Linked DNA regions of Mus musculus: all the other regions are linked to region 2. The links are chromatin contacts, called in public promoter capture Hi-C maps. All regions are on one chromosome and are shown on one strand. The core of a region is the stretch at or near the end of the contact, and the rest is flanking DNA. Distances in the headings are between cores, read along the strand shown.

Evidence for each region. Promoter capture Hi-C pulls out the DNA fragments that hold promoters and counts their contacts.
Region 1: a contact with region 2 is called in a promoter capture Hi-C map of pre-B cells, with 8 times the contacts expected there. The contact joins the promoter of Zmym5 here to the promoter of Cdadc1 in region 2. A contact is called at or near these places in 2 of 39 promoter capture datasets (liver and pre-B cells) and 1 of 9 other capture datasets (adipose tissue).
Region 3: a promoter capture Hi-C map of liver shows a contact between it and region 2, with 2.7 times the contacts expected there. The contact joins the promoter of Cryl1 here to the promoter of Cdadc1 in region 2. A contact is called at or near these places in 4 of 39 promoter capture datasets (the C10 cell line, liver and pre-B cells) and 1 of 115 datasets of contacts at active chromatin or transcription factors (large pre-B cells).
Region 4: a promoter capture Hi-C map of pre-B cells shows a contact between it and region 2, with 5 times the contacts expected there. The contact joins the promoter of 1700039M10Rik here to the promoter of Cdadc1 in region 2. A contact is called at or near these places in 3 of 39 promoter capture datasets (hippocampal neurons, liver and pre-B cells) and 1 of 9 other capture datasets (liver).

The regions. Positions count from the first base shown.
Region 1 is chr14:56,810,153-56,813,197 of GRCm38.p6, forward strand. It overlaps Zmym5 (zinc finger, MYM-type 5), which reads right to left and starts at 1,312. Exons shown (of 8, transcript NM_001253753.1): 1 at 1,182-1,312; 2 at 588-707. It overlaps 2410022M11Rik (RIKEN cDNA 2410022M11 gene), which reads left to right and starts at 1,837. Exons shown (of 1, transcript NR_152252.1): 1 at 1,837-3,045.
Region 2 is chr14:59,596,608-59,599,307 of GRCm38.p6, forward strand. Cdadc1 (cytidine and dCMP deaminase domain containing 1) reads right to left here and starts at 1,352. Exons shown (of 10, transcript NM_027986.3): 1 at 1,148-1,352; 2 at 255-352. The coding sequence starts at 1,229.
Region 3 is chr14:57,396,938-57,400,048 of GRCm38.p6, forward strand. It overlaps Cryl1 (crystallin, lambda 1), which reads right to left and starts at 1,546. Exons shown (of 8, transcript NM_030004.3): 1 at 1,471-1,546. The coding sequence starts at 1,511.
Region 4 is chr14:57,569,997-57,573,110 of GRCm38.p6, forward strand. 1700039M10Rik (RIKEN cDNA 1700039M10 gene) reads left to right here and starts at 1,618. Exons shown (of 2, transcript NR_152103.1): 1 at 1,618-1,689; 2 at 1,913-2,372. It overlaps Eef1akmt1 (EEF1A alpha lysine methyltransferase 1), which reads right to left and starts at 1,586. Exons shown (of 5, transcript NM_026526.3): 1 at 1,547-1,586.

The sequences.
Region 1 (3,045 bases), core at 62-2,561, 2.8 Mb before region 2:
ATAGTGGCTCCCAACCATCTATAATGGGGTCTGATGCCCTCTTCTGGTGTGTCTGAAGAGAGCAATGGTGAAAACATTTTAAACAAACAAACAAACAAGCTTTTTCAAAAATAAATAACTGCTTAGTGGTTTAAAAATACAAGAAATTAAAGAAATCTCCTAGAAAGGAACACAAAAATGTTAAGTGCACAGCATCTTATGACTAAGAACATAGTCTTATTTAGGAATCTGAGAAGACAGCCATGTTAGTAGTACCCACTAACACACTACAGATCACACTGGCTTGGCTTTCTCAGCAGAAATCACTCAGGCAGCAACTCTTCACTTCGACAAAATAGAAAAGTCTATCCTAGTGGTTTAAGCAGGAAAGCTACGCAAAATGACTCACAATGGAGATGTTTTCCTTATTCCTGTCAAATCCTTCACCAAAGTAGCTTGAAGATCCTAGTATAAAAAGAAATTTACAAACAAACACCCAAAACACATACATACAGTGAACATCAACAGCTCCGAGGTAGCACCAAACCCTGAACGCCAAAGGAAATAAATAAGTCAAGGTGAAGTTATTCCCAAGCTGTTCTACCAACCTTCTCCAAATAAACAATAGATCAACTAAACGACAGCAGGCCAAGCTCATATGTTCTTTCCAGTTTCAGAATTATGAGTAGAGCGCGCAGCTGAGTCGAAGAGTAAACGCGTCCTCGAATCTAGAAAGGGATTCACATTTCTCCTAAGTAGTTACCACTCAAGTACAAATCCGACCCGGGAGAGGTTCAACAATTGGGTCCCATTTGCCGCAAGCACTTGATTAGGGCCTAACTCCTCAGTAGCCCGCGACAGGCACCAGGTCAGCCATTAGAAACTGGCTCAAATAAGATTAAAAGCTGCGACAGACCGACCCAAAAAAAAAAAAAAAGAGAGAGAGAGAAAACGCCGCGGGACGTAAGAGGACGCCCCTTAACACGGAAAACTTGGGGTGTCGGTTGAACAGACAGGGTGGGAGTGCGGCCCCCGGGCGGGAGGGCCAAAGGGCCCCTCCCCGACCCGCCCGCCCGCTCGCAGCACAGAAAGGAAAACACTCTTCGACCTCCGGCCGCTGCCGCCCGCACCCGGAGGCTCTCGCGCTCCCCGCCCCGCGGCCGCCTCACCCAGCCAGCCCTGCCGCGCCCGCGCTCCCTCACCCCTCCGGCCGCACGCGAAGCCGCCCTGGACATCAGCGCGGCCCCCAGCGCACCCTCAGGCCCCGACGCAGCAGCCGCGACACCGGCCGCCGCGGGCTGTTAAGCCCGGCTCGGTGGGAGGCTCCCGACGCTGCCCTCACCCATCTCCGCCTCCCCAGTCGCCCCCGCCTCCGCCTCCTCCTCCCGAGGCTGCGCTGCTCCCAGCCACCCCCACTCTCCGCGGCCCTCGACAGGAAAGACGGCGGGGAGAAGCCTCACCGGGTTCTGGCTGCAGCTCCGCGGAACGAACCTCCCCTCCCCCGGCCCACCCCCCTTCGGCGACACGCACAACTCCGCTCGGTCCAGTCCCGGCTTTAGCGCTGGTGAGGAGGAGGCAGAGGAGGCGGTGGCACGGCGGGGCCCGGGGAGGCCCCGCCCTCCGCACGCTCATTGGCTGATGGCGTGGGCGGCACGGAATGCCTCGGGCAGGCTCCATTGGCCCAGTCGGCCTTCTTTCAGGACCCTCCTCGGTGAGGTAGTCACGGCGGCTGTCCGTCAGACCTGGGCCACGCCCTCGGGCCTGCCGGCCCCCCCCCCCCCCCCCCCCGCCGCCAGCCCCGGGCTGGGCCGGCCCTCCCTCTCTTCCGCCCTCCCTCCGTGCCCCCGCCCCGCCCCCACTCGCGGGGTCTGCCCGGGTCAGGAGCCCGAGTGGCGCTGCCCGCAGTTCGGCTCGCGCTTCGGCCCTGGGGGCGGGCGATATTCGTCGAGGCTTCCGGTGGGCCCGGGATCGGGACACTGGGTCTCGGCCTCCAGACGGTCGCCACGGCCCTTTGCGACTCTGCTCGAGGAGAGACGCGGCCTCGATGTCCCGGCGTCCTCCCTGTCCAGGCCCCCAAGACCCCGGCGACTGGCGAGCCCGGCAATGCCTGCGGCGGACCGAGGGGGCGAGCCCGGCCGCGGCCGCAAGGGGACTGGTGCGCTGGCGGCCGTGCAGGCGCTTCCACCTTGCCTGGCCCGTGGGAAGGGTGTCCCACCTCCGCCATGGCTGCGGCGGGAGGAGACGTCGGCCTCCATTTTGTGGGATCTGTTGGGAGAACTTGGGGCCCATCAGAACCGAACCCGTGGGGACGAGAAACTTGGCCCGGAACGAGTCCGATCGCGCTCTACCATAGGCCTTGTCCTCGGCCGCCAAGAGTTTGCGCGCCGAGATTGCGGCGGGGCCACAGGACAGTGGTGACCCCAGACTGCCGCCGGGCAAGATGGAGCCCCGGGCTCCCTTAGCGGGCTCGCGCCCCTGGGACCTGGGCTGTCTGGCCTTGGCCGTCGGTGCCTGGCCGAGCACGCGCTCTCCGGCCTGCCCGGCGCCTGTCCTCCACGTTTGCCGGGCCTCGGGCCATCGCGTGCCCTTCGCTTCATCCTGGCTCCGTGGGCAGTGACCCTCTAATGGGAGTCCCACCGGACGCATTCGGAGCGGAGCCGCTGGAGGGCGGCACGAGGGTCTTTTGTTCCTCGTCTATACCCATGTCTTTGGCAGAAGACTTGGTGCCGGATTTCCAGGACTCCCTGTAACCTAAGAAATGCACCTCGCCCTGGTGTTTGTTAGCGGGATTACAACTGATGCTTTTAGGTTGGATTGAGGTTCTTGTTACATAATATGTGAAAATATATGACTCTTAACTGGACTTGGTGGCGCATGCTTTTAGTTCCAACACTTGCAGGCAGAGGCAGTTGGATATCTGTGAGTTCGAGGCCAGGTTGGTCTACAAAGTGGATTCCTGGACAGTCAGGGCTACACAGAAAAACCCTGAGTTGAAAAACCAAAAGAGCAAAAATATATATGAGTCTCTCTTTTAAGACAATGTCTAGCATAGTCTGGCCTGGAACT
Region 2 (2,700 bases), core at 102-2,601:
CACATTTTTAAGGCGCTAAATGTCTCCAAAAGAAAAGCCTTAATACCTGGTAATCATGGCACACACTAGAAATAACTTTTCAGACTGGAAATATGAGCTAGTTCGCTGTGGTTACAGGCACAGCATACAAAAGCCATGACACCATTCCTAGGTTCTTGCTGCATTTGGCTGTTAGGACTACAGTTGGCCAATGAAACCAGACTTAGACTACTGCTTTTCCAAGGGTAAACACTCTCTATGGAAATAAGGTATACCTGAGATTTTTGCCCTTGGGCTTCCACTCCTGGGAAGAGCTCCATCCAGAGACTGAGCAGGGTGAAAAGGTTCACTTTAGAAAGCCTTGGTATTTGACCTACAAAAGAGAAGGCAAGCACTTCAGAATTTCACTAGTGAAGGCAGAGGAGCTAAGCTCAAAGCTACGAGTGAGCTGCAGATGGTCTGGCAGGCAGGAGAATAAAAGCTTCCTTAGCAAGAGTGGCCACAACCTCACTTTCAGTGACCTCGGGTGGCACTTTCCAAAGTTGGGTGCTTTTTTTTTCTCCAGCTCACCCCACAGGTAAAATAGTAAAACTGATACAAAGGCTCTGGAAATAATCAATCAATCAATAGGATAAGGGCTCCTCTCTGATGTAGCCGAGGAGCAAGGTCCCCACCCCTACCCCTCTGGAACCTGGCATTGCTAAAAGGGCAATGGTTGGAACATGATTGATCTTCAACCATAAGGCAAAACTTGAGGGAGGTATCACGGGTGGTGAATTTGCCAAAGCGCAATTTCAGGCTCTTCAGCTCCGGGATACTGACTCTAGGTGCAACCACCCACCAGTGCAGGACAGGACGCGACCTATGAAGCCTGGACAGCACAGTGTCCGGGACGCGCGCCTGGCAAGGAGACCAGGGACGGCGGGGCAGACAGGAGTCGCTGTGAGTCACAGGGCAGGCAGGGTGTCAGGGAGGTGCAGTATGTGTGTGTGTGGGGGGGGGGGGGGGAGTAGCAGGCTAGCAGGGCGGGAAGGAGACATAGAGCAGGGAGGGTGCTGGGCTGTGCGGAGACACAGGACAGGCAGGATGCGGAGCTGGAGGGAGACTCGGGCAAGCGTGCAGAGCGCCAGGAGAGGGGCAGGGCGGGAGAGAAGGCCACCGCACTCACCCGTCATGCTGCCCGTCTGCGTGCCGACTGACCTCTCGGCCCCGGAACCCTCCAAACTCTGCATCTGATCCGTTTCTTTCATCCCCAGCCCAAAGGCCTCGGCCCAGGACAGCTTGCCCGGTCAGGCATGATAGGTTCCTTGAAGCTCGCCTACGGCCACCTCTGCGGCCTGTCAACAACCGCTTGTTCTGCGCAGCAAGATGACGTCTCGGTATGCCCCCCCCATCGCTTCCGGCGCTTAATGTGACGTCAGAGTCCGGCGCACCGAGGTGGTGGTGGTGGTTATCTATCAGTTATGCTACTCTGTGTAGCAGGCTGTGTTCAGTGATTTTTGCAGAAAGAAGGACGCTTGAAGTTGTCTTGGTTCGGGACAGTAGGGGACCAGGGTGGAGGACTTAAACAGAGAGAGGCGAACATAGAACCGGAGTGGGCGAGGTGGGGGAAGCAGGGCCATCGGAACCCAGCCGTCAGATGTGGGCGGATCCCAGGGTATTTGGTTCTGCTTCATATCCAAACTCACACAAACTATGAGAAGAGAACTGGGAGGATCGAAGAGTTAAGTAGACAGCGGAACCTGAAAAATCTGAGTTGTCCGTCCCAATGAATTTGTAAATAGAGCGTACGTGTGCGCGCTTACCGTACAGAGGGTATCTTCCTCTATATGGCCCTCCAAATGTTTGTTTTGAGAATGGGTCTCTGCTTGGATCTGGAGCTCACTGGTTGGCTACACTGGAGCTTCATCCTCCTGTCTCAGACTTTACACACTTGTGACTACAGGCTGGTGCAGCTTTACTCAGACCTTTTTTTTTTTTTAATGTGGGTTTGAGGGATCCAGAAGGAACTCCTCAAGCTTATATCTAAAGCATGTACACAATGAACCATCTCCTCAGCCCCCAGTGAAAAATATAAAGTGTAAAATGAAGCCTGGAGAGGTCAGAAACATGGCCCAGCAGTTAAGAACACTTCCTACTCTTCCAGTGGGTCTGAGTTCAGTTCCCAACACCCACATCCAGAGTGGGTCACTACAACCCTTAACTCCAGAGATGGATATTTGAACAAAAATTGTAAAAATAGTTTTATTTTTATTTAAAATATAATATCATTACAAATCTCCCCCCTCCCCGAGGCCCTGATCATTTTTAAATTAATTCATGGTTTTTCTTTAACCACTATTGTTTATATACATGTATTATATATGTATATAATATATACACACATATATCTCTACATATATGTGCTTGTATGTATATGCTTTTAGGACTGATCACTTGGTACTGGATAACTAGTTGAGGGGACTTATTCTTGGGGAAGACTAATTTCTCCTCTGTTATTATTTACCCTTCATCTAGATATGGGACCCCTGGGAGATTTCACCCATGTTGGCAAGTTAGCTGGTGTTGGCATTGTTCGGGTCTTGTTTTGGCAGCCATGTTGTTGAAATTTTGTAGGTGGAGCTTTCCTGCAACAACTAGAAGACAATGTTCTGACAGCTTCCTGATCCTCTCTGGCTCTTACAGTCTTTTCATCCCCCTCCCCCCTTTCTGAGATGATCC
Region 3 (3,111 bases), core at 296-2,795, 2.2 Mb before region 2:
GGGCCCTGAAAGATAGAGACGGTCAGTGATAGGACAGAAATAAAGTTGATAGAGATGAGATAAGATGGTAGAAGATAGGTAGTAGATATAATATAGATAGATAGATGATTGACTGACAGCTGGATAAGCAAATGAGAAAGAAGGACGGGGAAGGATGAGGGAGTAAGCAGAAGACAGAATTTCCACATTAGAAAACAATAGCTCAGGTCATCTTGTGCTCCTTAAGATGTCCCGGCCCCCTTCTAGTTCCCTGTCCATGAGCTCAGAAATAACTGACTGTTGAGTCTCTCCTTGGGAGTCTATGAACCACCCACAGCCAGACGAATGCAAAATCCAGTCAAAATCCCACATGACACCTGTCAGGTGCAGGCAGAGATCTACTTCCCAACGGAGACCTGCAAAAACCTAGCCCGTGACACCAGTGGCTCTCACAGAAGGCGAGGCAGCACAGTTCACCACAGGAGCAAAGTGCACACTTTTGATATTTCTTGACCATTCAACCACAGGCAACCACGGGAAAGGACAAAGGTACAGCTAATTCTGCAGTTCTGTAAGAGAGAAAATAGCAACAGCATTCTGACACCTCCCTCCAAAGAACTCTCAAGGAAAAAGCCTGAACTTGGGACTGGTCTGCAGGCAGAACAACAAGTAGCCAAAACTATAAGCAGGGACATGAAGCCACTCCTTTAATAGCTACCAACCAATACTAGTTATTATGTGTTGCTACACGTTGATAGACTTTCAGACAGCTAGGCAATGAAAGATATTCTAAGCGTTCTTATTTTTTAAAAAAAGAAGCAATAAGGAGAAAGGGGAATCATGAGAACAGAAATTGGTGTGTCAGATGAACTTGGGCTGTTAAAGTGACTCAGCCTCCTGCCTTGGGACACATACACACAGGAAAGCAGGGTGCCTTGACTGACAAGGTTTCTGCCTCGAGAGATTTAGCCTAGCCCAGTGGTGCATGCGAACCAGCCTCCTTGCCAACCCAGGCCAATAGTTATCCGTTAGTTACTATCATCTTGGTAAAACTCTTGTCTGCGTTCTTAATAAGAATAAGCTGCTTTCACGCTGGGGTATTTGGCAGGAGGATCAAGAGTTCAAGGATAGCCTCAGCTAACCTAGAAATTTTGAGGCCAGGATGAGCTACACAAGACCTCCGTCTCAAAAGCATAAGAACACAGTTTTCGCAGGTTCATTGCTAGTATTCAATGATGCCAGGCACCTCTGGCCTGCGCTGACAAAAGTGACCCCGCACCGATTTAAGGCTCTCCTTACTGCTTGGCTAAGCCACGGCCACCACCTAGTCTACTGCCAGACTAGCTTCGGAGCCCAAGTGCGAAGCGCCTGGAGGAGCGAGGTACAGCCTGATGCCCACCCGAGGCACCCACGGCCGCCCGCGGGAGGTCCCGCGTTCGGGACGCTGCCAGGGCGCCAGCCATTGCAGCACGGCGCCACTGAGACCTTTACCTGCCTACGATCACCACCCCGCCCGCTGCTGGGGACGCCATGGCAGATCCGGGCCTGGCTGTACAGCTGCGTTAGCGGAGGGAGCGAGCAAAGCAGAGCGGGTCGCGCGCCAGAATAAGGCTGGGCGCCTGGGTGGGCGTGCCCAAACCTCATGAGGACTATCCCATTGGCTGACAAGCTCCGGGGAGGGGCCAAGGCGCAGGAGAGGCGGAGCCCTCGGGGAGAGACTTCAGGAAGGCCACTGGGCTCTAGCACCGGGGAGCGTGGGACGGTGGATGCAAACAGGGAAGACCAGACACTTCTGAGCTGAGCAATTTTTATTTTTAAGTTTCTAACAGGAAACCATTAAACCATGAGCGGATACTGCCAGGTTGGCGCAAAGGTTCACCCCAGAGACACTTTCAAGAAAATGTTGCTTTAAAGACGTTAGCACCAGTTTGTCACTTTAAGGACTTTTGTTCCACTGTTTACATTCTACTCTACACTGGAAATCCAGGTCTGGTGAGATACCTGCAGCCTGGCTTCACTGATGTGAACGGAGGCCCGGATACTTAAGGGACAAGCTACAAATGGAAACTCCGGATATGTTACTCTGAGAAACGGAAGGACGAATTTGAATTCCTTGTAGCGTACCACAGCTTCTGTGTGCCTTACTTCCTCCTTCCAGAGGCGTGCAGTGCCAAATGTGTTAGGAAAAGAAAAAGAAAAACCAAGCAGGGCGTGATGGAATGCACCTGCTCTCGCAAAACCTGGGAGGCTGAACCGGGAGTTCCAGCCAGGCTACATTCAGAGACAGCAAGACCCTGTTGCAAAAAAAAAAAAAAAAAAAAAAAAGGCTAGTGCCCTGATTACACTTGGGTCTGAGACCAGAGAACGAGAGGCATTACACTGCATGACACAAGTTTTGTGCCCACAATCGGAAGTGGAAACACTTTGAGGCCAGCAGTTTGGGAAAAGCTGAAATCAGAACACACTCACACTGACAGATTCAGGAGAGTAGACACTTGCCTTATTCCCACCACCTTGTCAGGGATTCGGAAAGAGAAACCTCTGAGGCAGTCAGGTTTTTAAACAGTTCCACAAATTATCAATAAACATTTGAAGATGCCGAGCCCCGTTTAAATGAGATGAAAAGTGGCACGAGGAAAACACCTTTTACCCATCAGATCGGCCAAATTACACTGATGGCCAGTCCCTCTCTGCAAGGGAGAGTGTACTGACTGGTTTTGTGTCATCTTGACACAAGCTGGAGTCATCAGAGAGGAAGGCTGCTCAGTTGAGGAGATGCCTCCATGAGATCCAGCTTAAGGCATTTTCTCAACTAGTGATCAAGAGGGGAGGGCCCATTGTGGATGGCCAGTAGGCAGCTCCCTATATAGCCCCTGCATCAGTTCCTGCCTTCGGGTTCCTGCCCTGCTTGAGTCCCTGACCTGACTTCCTTCGGTGACAAACTGCAAGACTAAACCTTTTCCTCCCCAACTTGCTTTTTGGTCATGGTGTTTTGTTGAAGTAATAGAAACTCTAACTAAGACATATTTTCTTACAAACCTAAGGCAGCTTTAAACTGTCTCTTCCTTTCTGAAGAAGAAGGTCAAATGACTAAGGTTATGAATGCCACCTTATCCTATTTTGTGTCTGCCT
Region 4 (3,114 bases), core at 368-2,867, 2.0 Mb before region 2:
ACCAGTGGACAAAGGTCAGCTATGACTCTGAACTTTCTACAGTTCATAGGACAACCCTCTACTTCAAAGATCTGTCCAAAATATCCTTAGTGCAGAGGTCCAGAAACCCCAGAGACAAAGAAATGGCAAGACAGCTATTGCTCTATGTCAGAAATGTGGCTCAGCACCTAAGGGCAACAGGGAAGAACCTGATGGGAAATAAAGTCAAGGCCTTGCCTTGATAGGAAAAATGGAAATGGGGTTACAGGAAGATGGGACTACCGTGGGGAAAGGGTCAGCAGCGGCAGCAGCAGCAGGGATTCTTCATTTCTATAAAAATCTTCTAGTTCTAGTCGGGCGTGGTGGTGCACGCCTTTAATCCCAGCACTCAGGAGGCAGAGGCAGGTGGAGTTCTGAGTTCGAGGCCAGCCTGGTCTACAGAGTGAGTTCCAGGACAGCCAGGGCTACACAGAGAAACCTTGTCTGGAAAAACAAAAAAAAACAAAACCAACCCCCCCCCCAAAAAAAAAACCCAAAATCAAAACAAACTTCTATTCCCATGCATCAGATCTACGAAAGCAACAACAAAAAACTAACAATACTGTATGTCAGAGTATCTAAGTACCTTCTCCAAGATATTTAGGTCAAGAGAGTTTAAGCCAGCAGAAAGAGAATGAAACAAAGTTTCTTTCCAGAGTCGTTAGTAAACTGCAGGAAGGGTAGCTGTACTAGTAGGCGAATAGAATGACCTGTCAAGTATGCTCAACCTGCGGCTCAGAGACAGGCACCCACAGTCACTAGAAATGACATTGTTCTCAACTTGTTTGTTCCCTGAGCGTGAACTCTGTAGATGACAATGCCTGGCAGATATTCTCTAAGTAATCTTATTGATTCAAGACAGTTGTGTTGCCTTGGCTGTCCTAGAACTTGCTCTATCTATCTACCTATGAATGAATGATAGGATTTCTTTGTGTAGCCTTGGCTGTCCAGGAAAATTCTCTGTAGACCAGGCTGGCCTTGAACTCAGAGATCTGTCTGCCTGTGCATCTCGAGTGTATAAAAATCGTGTGCTTTCATTTTCATACAAGTCTCTGCCTGAGGGAAGTCCTTCACTTCCTAAATACTGTTTATTATTTAAAGAAAGATTGTTGGGTGTGGTGACACGGGAAAAATGAGGGATCAATGAGTCTGAGTTCGAGGCCAGCCTGGCTATACAGTGAGACCATCTCAAAATAATAAATCCCACCATGACCTGAGATAAAACTTGCACAGAGAAAGCAAGCCACAAACACACAACAAGGTAAGTTTGGATGAACAGCCCGGCCAGCCAAACCCCATGCTAAGGCTCAAGGCTTCCTCGTGTCCATGCATATATATCCCTTCCCCAGGCACCATTCCGACCGGACCACTAAGGACTTGTTTCCGGCTCAAGATGTCCAAGAAGAAGGACCCCGCAGAGACGAGGCCCCTACTGGGAAAGTCTCCAAGGGTCAGTATGGACCCGGTTCGGAACCCACCCAAAACATCCCTTGACCCTCCGCCGCCACACTCCGTGGCCGCCACTCACCACTGACGCATGCGCAGTCGTCACAGTGCGGGGGTGGGGTGAGGGTTGGCGGGGACCTCCGCGTTTGCGCTGGTGCAGACCAGACGGTGGGAGCCAATGAGCGTCTAGTCCCGCCCAGTCAGCTTCCGGCTTCTACAACCCAGGTTTTAATTAGGTTGCGGTAGTCTGGCTGTTTGGTACTTTGGAGTCAGTCTTAAACCTTTCAAACCAATTAGTCTTTCAGAGCTTTCAGTGTTGAATTCACAGTATATGAACACATATTTTACCAATCTATCATGGTAGCTGGCACACAGTTTTCCTTAATCAAAACTAATGCTCCCTTTGATTCGGCAATTCTTAAATCACATGTAATCTTTTCTTTCCCAGGGACAGGCAAACTTCACTATGTTCCTGCTGTTCGGTTCTCTCTTTATCGATTTCCTGATCTGGCTGAAGGGCTTTAAATCACCGCTCAGATGCTGACGCCACTCAAAAAGCAGCTTGATAATGAACTGTCACAATTTCTACATACAGTAGTGTTTCGTCTGTAGAAACCCATACTTCATTTTGATTTCGATTTCTCTAAACGAATGACTACTCTATTAAACCAAATAGATCAAATCAAGTGTAACTTATCAAAATGGCAATCAAGAAAAAAAAACTATTGAAAAGGAAGAAACCATCTACTTATAAGACTCAAAAAAACCTGTTTTAAAGCAAACTATTTTGCACCTAATTTTTTAAAGCTTCCATTCCTTTTAAGTATGTATGCCACAATGATTATCTTCGTGTATTCAATTATATGCTATTTTTAAATATTAAAGTGTCTGAAGACACAAGAAAGCTCTACCTTTTTGGTTTTTTTTCAACAAGAGTTTCTTGATGTAGTTCTGGCTGGCCTGTATACATTGTAATTAAATGTTTCTCACAGATCATAAAATTAGTATCAAAGACAAACTAGTCTTTATTGAAGTGAAAAAGTTTTTCAGTCAAATTGGATCCAAAAGATGCTTTCAAATCACATTTTTTTTTAATAATTATTTATTATATGTAAGTACACTGTAGCTGTCTTCAGACACTCCAGAAGAGGAAGCCCGATCCCATTACAGATGGTTGTGAGCCACCATGTGGTTGCTGGGATTTGAACTCAGGACCTTTGAAAGAGCAGTCGGGTGCTCTTACCCACTGAGCCATCTCACCAGCCCCCCACATTTTAATTAAGGAATTATTTCTTTTATATTTAGTAATGGTGCTGAGAGAATACCTTGGAAGATCTCTTAAGATAGAAATATGTGGTCCTGGGTCCCTAGTGGTCAGGGGAGACAGGTAATTCTCTGTGAGCTTAAGGTTTAGACTACACAAGTTTATGGAGAGCAGGACTACATACGAAGACTCTGTCTCATAAAAACAACAAACTAACAGACTAACTAACTAACTGAGTTTTTCTTTTTCTTATTTATTTTTTGTGTTGGGACCAAGTTGAGTCTCCAGCTTTAACCTTTGAAGTAGAAAGGACTGGCAATTCCACAATGCTTGGCCCTTTAAAAAAAATATATATACACACACACACACACACACACACACACACA